3 separate regions of the Sus scrofa genome follow, and all the other regions are linked to region 2. A link is a contact called in public Hi-C and promoter capture Hi-C data. All regions are on one chromosome and are shown on one strand. Each heading gives the region's core, a stretch centred on a gene start, on an enhancer-like site or on the middle of the called end of the contact. The rest is flanking DNA. Distances are from core to core; before and after follow the strand shown. Region 1 holds the start of DNAJC14 (DnaJ heat shock protein family (Hsp40) member C14). Region 2 holds the start of PA2G4 (proliferation-associated protein 2G4). Region 3 holds the start of PYM1 (partner of Y14 and mago).

Region 1 (2,705 bases), core at 36-2,535, 220 kb before region 2:
TCTGCCTGACTCCGTTTCCGACCAAGCCGATGTCGACCAGGGACCTAGGATCTCTGCGTCCACCCTCCCGAGTATCCTCCTTGGCTGGAATGCGGTGCCGCTGTCTCCTCGGTGGAGGTTTCTTTCCACTGGGCACACGTGAAAAATCATTGGGGAACTTAAGAGGTTCCTCATCATCATATTCCTCTTCCAACTCTTCATCTTCCCCCAAAGCTGGAGTGGTACAATGGTGGCAAAAGTTGCTAGAAGAGCTATCTCCTCCCTGAGAATAAGGCCCTTCAGGAATTCCAGGGATTCCCTGGCAGTCACAAGCAGATGGAATGGAAAGAAAGGAAGGGTTCCCATCCTCCTGGTACCCAGCCTCATTCTCTTTTGAGAGTTCCTGGTCCACTCCTGACTCTTCTTCTGAAGATGCCTCACTCTGATCAGGGTCCTCTCCATTCCTAGGGGGTCCTGGACCCCTTGGGGGGCCATGGCTTGGATCCGACCAGTGAGCTGGATTTGGGGGCTGTGTGTACTTAGGACTAGAGTGCTCTGTGAGGCAGCGGGCACCATTAGGAGCAGGCCCGGCTGAGTCCCTGAGTCCTGAGAATGAAAGTATTTCAGGGTCCACAGAGGGTCCTAGAGTCCTGAGGGAGGCACCACCACTGTGGTGGGCTCCACACAACCCTCTTTCTCCGGGGTGCTTCTGGGCCATGACCCCGGGGCTTCCTGAGGATATTAGGTCACAGCCATCATGGTAAATTCTGATACCTGTAACAGAGGTATCAAGGTGGAGATGATCAAGGATAGGTCCAAGAAAGAGGTTAGATAATCTTAAATTAGGGATACATTGAATGCACCGAGTTCTTCTGGCGCATTCATTACCCCAGCAATAAAGCCAATACGACAACCTGCTCCCTCCCCCCACCCCCCTTACTTTTCTCTTTCACCAGAAAGCTATAACCATGAATCCAGGGAAAAGGGAGGTACCGTAAAGGGTGCGATCCTGGGGGTCACTCTTGGTTAAAAAGTAAGGACTGGAAAGGGGACCACAAGCTGCCAGAAAAGGGTGGGGACCGAGCGGCCCTTAAGGAAAATCTAGGGCGGAGTCTGGGTTTGTCCCAGAGAGAGACAACCCTCGAACCCTCAGGGCTAGGTGGACGAAGGTAACGTACCTAAGAGCGGCGGTAACTCCTCCCCCTCGAGCAGCTGGGCCTAGGGCCAGGGGGAGCTACGAGAGCAGCTCCCCCGGCTCCGCCTCCCGCTCACGCTCTGCTTCCGCCTTCCGTGCCCGCCGCTGCCGCCGACCTGCGCTTACTTCCACTTCCGGGGTCACCAGGGAAGACACGGGAAGGAGAAGTAAAAGCGGTTGGCGGAGGCGCGAGCCTGTTCGGTAAAGCGCCGAGTCCAATCGGAAGAGGCGGCCTTGAGGAAGCGCTGGTCCCGCCCCTTAAAGGTCCCTCTCCTTCCTCCCTCCGCGTGCTGAAGTGGAATTCGCGAAGGTTGCACCCTTGGAAGCGAAGCAAGTGGACGCTGCAGCAGTGCCTGTGGAGTGGTTGCAGAGTCTCAGGGTCCCTCTGGCAGTATTTTTGGACTTTGCCAAAACCAGGGGTTAGAGGAAAGCCACCGAGCCAGTCTGTTTCCCTTGCAGACAAAACCCGGGAGCATAGGGGAGCCACCGTTCTGATCACTTCCCTGCTGGCTGTAACGAGGTCAGAGGCCCTTTAGTATCGTGCAGAGGTAGAATGGAGGGAAGGACGCCCCAGGCCTGACCCCACCCTGGCCCTCCTACACTGCTCCTTCTTTCCCAGCAACCCACGGTCTCCGCAGCGCCTGACCCAGCTGGCGAACTGCCCGGTACAACTGTAGCTCCCACGGCCCGGATCCGCCCCTCTGGGTAGAACTCTCAGGCCTCGTCACGAAGTTGGGCCAGAGGAATGGGAGCGTAGCTTCGCTAGGCTCTGGACCCGAGCGGAATGCCAAAAAACACTGGATTCATCTGCTTGCTGCTTTGCATCTCGTTTGCATACCAAGCTGTCTGTCGACGTCGACACGCTTCCCCGCCCCCACGCAGACCCGGCTTGGCTCCCTTCTCTGTGCGTCCCCTCCTCTCCACACGCCTCTCTCCGTTAGTCCCCCTTCCAGACTCCGTCTTGCTCCGCAAGTTTTTCTACCCATGAACCCCTCGCCGGCAACCCCAGACCAGTAAGAGCCCCTTCCCCCGATCCTGGATCCCGGGTCCCGGGTCCCGAAAACCAAGTTCTCCAGAAAACAATACTCCAATTCTCTGGGAAGTGGAAGAAACCAAGCCGGAGTAGGGGGGCGCTGGGACACCAGTAGAGGGTTTGAGAGCTTCGAGTTGTTGAGTCAGCGCTGAAGTATTCAGAGACCTTTTCTCAAACCTCTTGCGTTTCTCCAAGACCCTTCCTTCCTACGGTTGCGGGGTCTGTGGTCCCAGCCTACATCAATAGGCAAACTGGGTCCCCCCACACAAAACGAAAAGAGTTGGAGGGGCCCGCCCTGTGATGTCAGCCCCCCCAACACACACACACCCTGTCCCCTTCCTCCAACCCCCAAACTGGTTGCATTTAGCCCACGGGGCTTGGACTACGACTTGCAAGAGTTCAGGGGGCAACGAACAGAGTGGCCCTGGGGGTGTCCACTCCCAACAACCACCCGAAACGACGCCTAAGACTCCGGGCAGGGATGCAGCTGGGGGTCTA
Region 2 (2,700 bases), core at 53-2,552:
TCTAACCCCAATATCCACAGCCTCCTCCTACACCTGGACTGCTCATCTCAGCAAGTGGGAGTAAGGGGGTGGACAGAAGGAAAAATAACTGGACATCTCTGTGTAAACCGTAATCTTCGTGTGCTACATATGATATCTGCCTAAGGGACAGACTCAGACGGTCCCCAGAGCCATTTTTTAGGAGCAGTTCTCATTCAGTAGTGGGAAGCTTCCAGTGGAGATGAAAAAGAGGACCCGGCTTCAGACCTCAGTTCCTTTGAATGGGAAACTGGGAGTATCTGTTTTTATCCCTCAAGTTTTTGTTTTGTTTTTATACATGTCTGAATAAAGATGCCAAGGTTTTGCAGCTTCTTGTCTAACGACAAACTTTAGTGAGTGGACAGATCAGCCCTTTTCTCCGTTCCACAGCAGAGAATGGCTACCATGGCATGCTTCCTTCTCTGTCTCCCCACAGTCCTACTTGGCCCCCTGTAGCTTTCTCCAGCCCCACTTTCCTTATAGTCTCTTTAGACAAGCAAAGGGTACAGTCCTTTTCATTTAAGCGTTTTACTAGGAATCTGTATAGGGCAACCGACTAACTGGGAGTAACAAAACAACCAAACAAAACACGTTTGGGGCAGTTAGAAAAGGCCCCAAGAGGTAGAATACTGAAACTCTCAAACGTTTCACAACTTTAAAAAAAAGTGTCCGTCTTAGGTGCCATCAAAGCCTGTTGTTGGAACAATAGTGCCATCTTCAGAGGGAGCCGGCCTCTAGACTTGGAAGGCTGTACATGGATAATCCCACAGAAATCTGGTGCCCAGTTAGTCCCTGCTCCACGCACTCCGGGTCTCCTTCCACACTCGCTCTGCCCCTCCCAGCACCTGAGGACGATCGGACTGGCCAGGCCGGTCCGCCTGCCGCTCCAGGGATCCGAGGAAGGGCGTACCCAGCCTCCCCGCCCTTGATACAATCACCCCCACTCGTCTCTGCTCCACCCTGCCCCGCAGCCTCCAAACCCACGTCCCCGCCGTAGCTCCGCCCCCTTCTCCCTTAGCCCGCCTCCCTCTATTACGGGTTCTCGCTCAGCGCTCCTGGTGGATATGGTTTTTCCGGGAGAGACCACGCTTCCCCTCATGCTCTCCAACGGCTCCGCCTTCCCGCCGGAGCCTGACCCTTCCCAGCGTGCTTGGCGATTCCGGCGTGCGAGGCCCTCGGAGGGCAAGGCCCCAGGGCCTGGCTTAGGGGCGCGAAAGGCAGGCTGGGAATTGTAGTTCGCGAGTCCGCGAGGGCAGCTAGAGGCTGGCGGCGGGAGGGACTCGTTGTCCCAGCATGCCCTGCGCATCAGCCCGCGCGCTCGCAGTTTCTCGCTCTCGCCCGCCCGCTCCCTAGCTTGCTCGCGCTTTTGCTCGCGCTCTCCTCGCGGATCGAAGGGGCTCTGGCCACAGCCTGTGGTTGGGAAGGGCGACAGAGGCAGCGGCTCAGGAGAAACGAGGCTGCGGTGGTGGTGGTGGGAAGATGTCGGGCGAGGACGAGCAACAGGAGCAGACTATCGCCGAGGACCTGGTCGTGACCAAGTATAAGATGGGGGGCGACATCGCCAACCGTGAGTGCGGCCTCGGGGGTCCGGAGATCGAGGCTGGGAGGGAGAGGCAAGGGGGACGGTGCTTGACGAGCCGGTGAGGGGCTGGAGCGGTGGGGTCATGCAGAGTGGGCTAGTGAGGGCCCCCCGCGGGTCTGCTGGGTTTGGCGTGGTGGGAAGGCTCGTTATCGCGTTTGGGACCTGAGCGGCTAGGCCTGGGCTGGAGTCTGTGAAGATGCAGGCGGGTGGCAGGGAAGAGCGCAGAGCGGGGCCCCGGCTGGCTCCGACCCTAGGCCCTTGGTAAGGAGGCAGGGCGTATGTCCTGCTCTTCATCCTTCTGTCTGGATCTCTGCCTCTGATTTTGGCAGCAGGGAGGCCACCTCGGAAACGAAACGCTCCTCTATTTTGTCGCTGCTCCCCGCCGTCAGGAGCCTAGCCGGCACGTGTTGCCGGGTCCCCAGCGGATCGCCGGCTCCCTTCCTCCGCTACAGTCCCTGACACTAGCTTCCCTACCACGTGCTTTGCTGTAGTCTTTCGTTCTTTACTTCAGCTCCCTCCCTGGAGGGGGCCGCCTTCTACTCTTGGGCCAGCTCAGGGACCGTTGGAGGGTACCCCTGGAGAACCCCTAACATAACTCTTGGAGACGTATCTGGTTGTTCTTGAAGTTATCATCTCCAATCTGCGCAGATAGCTTTAGTTAGTTGTCAAATTTGATTGCTCTCAGGGGTTTGACAGCTCTAGGAGTGTTTTGAGGTTCTTTTCACCCCAACCAGGCAAACCTGTGTAGAGCACTGGTAAAGGGGAGACTGACTTTATAGGATCTCGGAAGTTATCCTTATGGGGGCTCGCTCAGACTTCTCAGCAGCTGCCTGCCACTCTAGGCAGATGTCTCACTTTCTCTTTTCTCTCTTTGCGATTTAAAACCCAGTTAGGGGACAGAAGATGCTTGTCTTTGGGCTTTTAAATGGTTTTGACAGTAAAGATAGGTATTTAGGATGCCTTTGATCCTATGGCTAAAAACCTGAGTTTTTCAAACTTCCAAAAAATCCCCAAAACTTGGATCACAAAAATCAAACCTATAGTTCACTTTGGGCCTTGGAGAGGATATCCAGTGAACAGAACAATGCTTTATAACATAA
Region 3 (2,700 bases), core at 120-2,619, 170 kb before region 2:
ACCCAAAGCAGATATAGAGACTCCAACTGCTGGAGAAAAGCTAAGGGTCCACGAGGGTCCCGGAGCAAAGACCAGCACTGAAGGACCCCTGGGTTTGGGTGACCGGAAGCGGAGACCCCCAAACACGAGACCAGAAGGGGGCGCAGGTGACACCCCGTAGGAGAGAATGAATGGGGAAGGCGGTCCGGAGGGCGGGGCAAAGGAGGGGCCCCGGGATGGGCGGGGCACAGACCCCTTTCCAAGTCCGAACCCCTGCCCCGAGAGCCCGGGGAGAAGCGGCTCCGCGTCTCCCGCACTCACCGCCGGTCTCGTCAGTTACATAGGGAGTCGCCATCTTGAAAACGCAAACCACTTCCGGCGTGAGCGGGCTGGGGTCCCGCCCCCCTCCCCACCGGAAGTGGAGTGGATCGCAGCAAGCCACCATTTTAGTCTTAAAGGGAGAGTACACCATTTCATAGACTGAAGCGGAGGAGGAGGAAGCGAGTAGAAGCGGAAGACTTTAATCTAAGAGCCCGTGGGCTCTTTTACTGCCACTGATACCGTTAAGTGAGCGCCTGCTGCGTATATAGCAGTTCTCTGGATGCCGAGAAAAGTTCCGAGGCACAGCTCCTCTCCTCATAGACACTCTTCGTCCGTCTAGGACCTGCGAGAGAAAAGGGGGCAAGGCCCACCTGCACCCAGGAAGGGAGGAGGGGCTAATAAGTGAGAAAAGGAAGAATATTCAGGCCCGAGCCTGAACCCAGGTCCCAGAGCATCTGGGGGACCTGGGGCGGGGCAGCGTAGCTCTGGGAACGCACTGGGGCGCTCCATGTTGGGGGCGAAGACCCCAACTGACCCTCTCTTAGAAGGTGGGGAGGTCGAAAGCGCGTGCTAATTGCCCTTGGCCGCTCAGCTCGACCCTTCGAACCGAGAACCGCGAGAGGGGCGTGCAATGCGGAGGACGCTGCCGGTCAGTCACCTGTCCCCGCAGCCTCAGAGTTGCCCGCGGCTTCTACGGCTTTGGAGGCGGCGGGCCAGGCTGGGCGGGCAGCCCTGGCCTGGCTCTGCCCCTGGAGCGGTCCCGGAGACTCGGGCGACGAAGTGACTACGGCCCCAGTTTGCTCCGGCCTTCGACTCGGGACCCTTCTCGGGCTTGGCCCCAGGGTCAGGAGGGCAAGGTGAAGGCTTCTGGGCGGACCCAGTTAGTATTCTAATTAACCTCGTCCGAGGCACTGTGACTGGGGATCCAAAGCAGGGCAATGCGCCAATAATCTGGGCCATGCGGTCACTCCCTCTGCAGCCCTGCCCTGCCCCGTGCCTCCCAATTCTTTAGACAACCCAAAGGTTCTCCCTCCCCCTCTCTTTTCGGCAAATCTCGTTCCTTCTGGGCTAAGTCCTGCTGAACTCGTTTCCCTGCAGCTTGGGAGGGGCCGGCTACAGGTTCCTCTCCTCAGGTGTCTGCCCTGCCCCCTTCTCCCCTCATGTTGCTTTTTCCTTATTCACTCGTTTATCTTCCTCCAAATCCCCCACTTTGGTTTAGGTTGATATCCAACAGAAGGACTTACTGGCCACCTCTTACACCAGTCTGCATTTCCCACTTAAAGAACAACAACAACAAATCCTAAGAGCAGTGGCTGACCAGGAACTTGCTACAGCTTTGAAATGAAACTTGAGAAGTTTTCTAGGGTCACAGCTTGCCTTCCCTCCCATACTTCACCTTCCCGAGTCCCACCAGAGATCCAATTCAGAAGATCTCAGGAGTTCCCGTCGTGGCGCAGTGGTTAACGAATCCGACTAGGAACCATGAGGTTGCAGGTTCGGTCCCTGCCCTTGCTCAGTGGGTTAACGATTCGGCGTTGCCGTGAGCTGTGGTGTAGGTTGCAGACGCGGCTCGGATCCTGCGTTGCTGTGGCTCTGGCGTAGGCCGGTGGCTAGAGCTCCGATTCAACCCCTAGCCTGGGAACCTCCATATGCTGCGGGAGCGGCCCAAGAAATAGCAACAACAACAAAAGACAAAAAAAAAAAAAAAAAAAAAGATCTCAAAAAGACTCATTTAAAAACTGACTTGCATTCAATACAAAGTCATTGCAAGTGTTCTAACACTGCCATCTTTAACCCCTGCTCTTTCAACAAATGTGCTTCATCCCTGCTGGGTTTAGTATCCTGTCCGTAGCCCTGTTACTAATGATTAAAGGTAGGAGTAAGATGAAGCTTGTAAAAACTAGTGGGATGCATTGGTCCTTACTGTACTGAGAAGTTCTGGTACTAGTACTAGTGGGCTAATCTATGGACCTTTCTGCAAGAAGCAGTCCTAAAGTGGCTCCTGTTGACCACCCAATCCTAGGCCCCCTATATGCCCTCAGTCATCCTGCCTCAGTTCTGGGGTTGACAGGAAATGAAACTCAGTTGTCTGCCTAGTAGACCTGCCTGGGACCCAACCCTGAACTCCGGATGTGCCCCCCCACACACACCACCCTGAGGAGGAAGAGGGGAACGAAGAGGCTGGGGAGAACAAGGCTGTTGTTTTTTCCTTTCCCTTTGTTCATTGTGGTTTCTTTCTTTCTGATTTTTATGATGTGGTTGATTAAAGAAATGAGCACCTGGAACTGTAGGCATTAGACGCCTCCTCCTTAGATGTTTCTTGGCCTTTCTTCCTCCCACCCCAACCAATAACTGACTGGGGTATGATGGAGCCCAGACCCTAAAGAAGACACATGTCTA

The links. Promoter capture Hi-C pulls out the DNA fragments that hold promoters and counts their contacts. Hi-C and Micro-C count contacts between places; a contact is called where the count stands out from the background.
Region 1: a contact with region 2 is called in a promoter capture Hi-C map of fetal liver, with 2.1 times the contacts expected there. The contact joins the promoter of DNAJC14 here to the promoter of PA2G4 in region 2. A contact is called at or near these places in 1 of 5 promoter capture datasets (fetal liver), 2 of 47 Hi-C or Micro-C datasets (blood and heart right ventricle) and 1 of 2 datasets of contacts at active chromatin or transcription factors (alveolar macrophages).
Region 3: a contact with region 2 is called in a Hi-C map of liver, with 4 times the contacts expected there. The contact joins the promoter of PYM1 here to the promoter of PA2G4 in region 2. A contact is called at or near these places in 4 of 47 Hi-C or Micro-C datasets (blood, heart right ventricle, liver and 1 more) and 1 of 2 datasets of contacts at active chromatin or transcription factors (alveolar macrophages).

What each region holds. Positions count from the first base shown.
Region 1 is chr5:21,271,950-21,274,654 of Sscrofa11.1, forward strand. DNAJC14 (DnaJ heat shock protein family (Hsp40) member C14) reads right to left here and starts at 1,286. Exons shown (of 8, transcript NM_001185066.1): 1 at 1,158-1,286; 2 at 44-753; 3 at 1-41. The coding sequence starts at 697. It overlaps LOC100523964 (transmembrane protein 198-like), which reads left to right and starts at 1,458. Exons shown (of 4, transcript XM_021091778.1): 1 at 1,458-2,705.
Region 2 is chr5:21,494,695-21,497,394 of Sscrofa11.1, forward strand. PA2G4 (proliferation-associated protein 2G4) reads left to right here and starts at 1,303. Exons shown (of 14, transcript XM_013988304.2): 1 at 1,303-1,585. The coding sequence starts at 1,498. It overlaps ERBB3 (receptor tyrosine-protein kinase erbB-3), which reads left to right. Exons shown (of 28, transcript XM_021091799.1): 28 at 1-346.
Region 3 is chr5:21,327,960-21,330,659 of Sscrofa11.1, forward strand. PYM1 (partner of Y14 and mago) reads right to left here and starts at 1,370. Exons shown (of 4, transcript XM_005663885.3): 1 at 959-1,370; 2 at 541-671. The coding sequence starts at 619.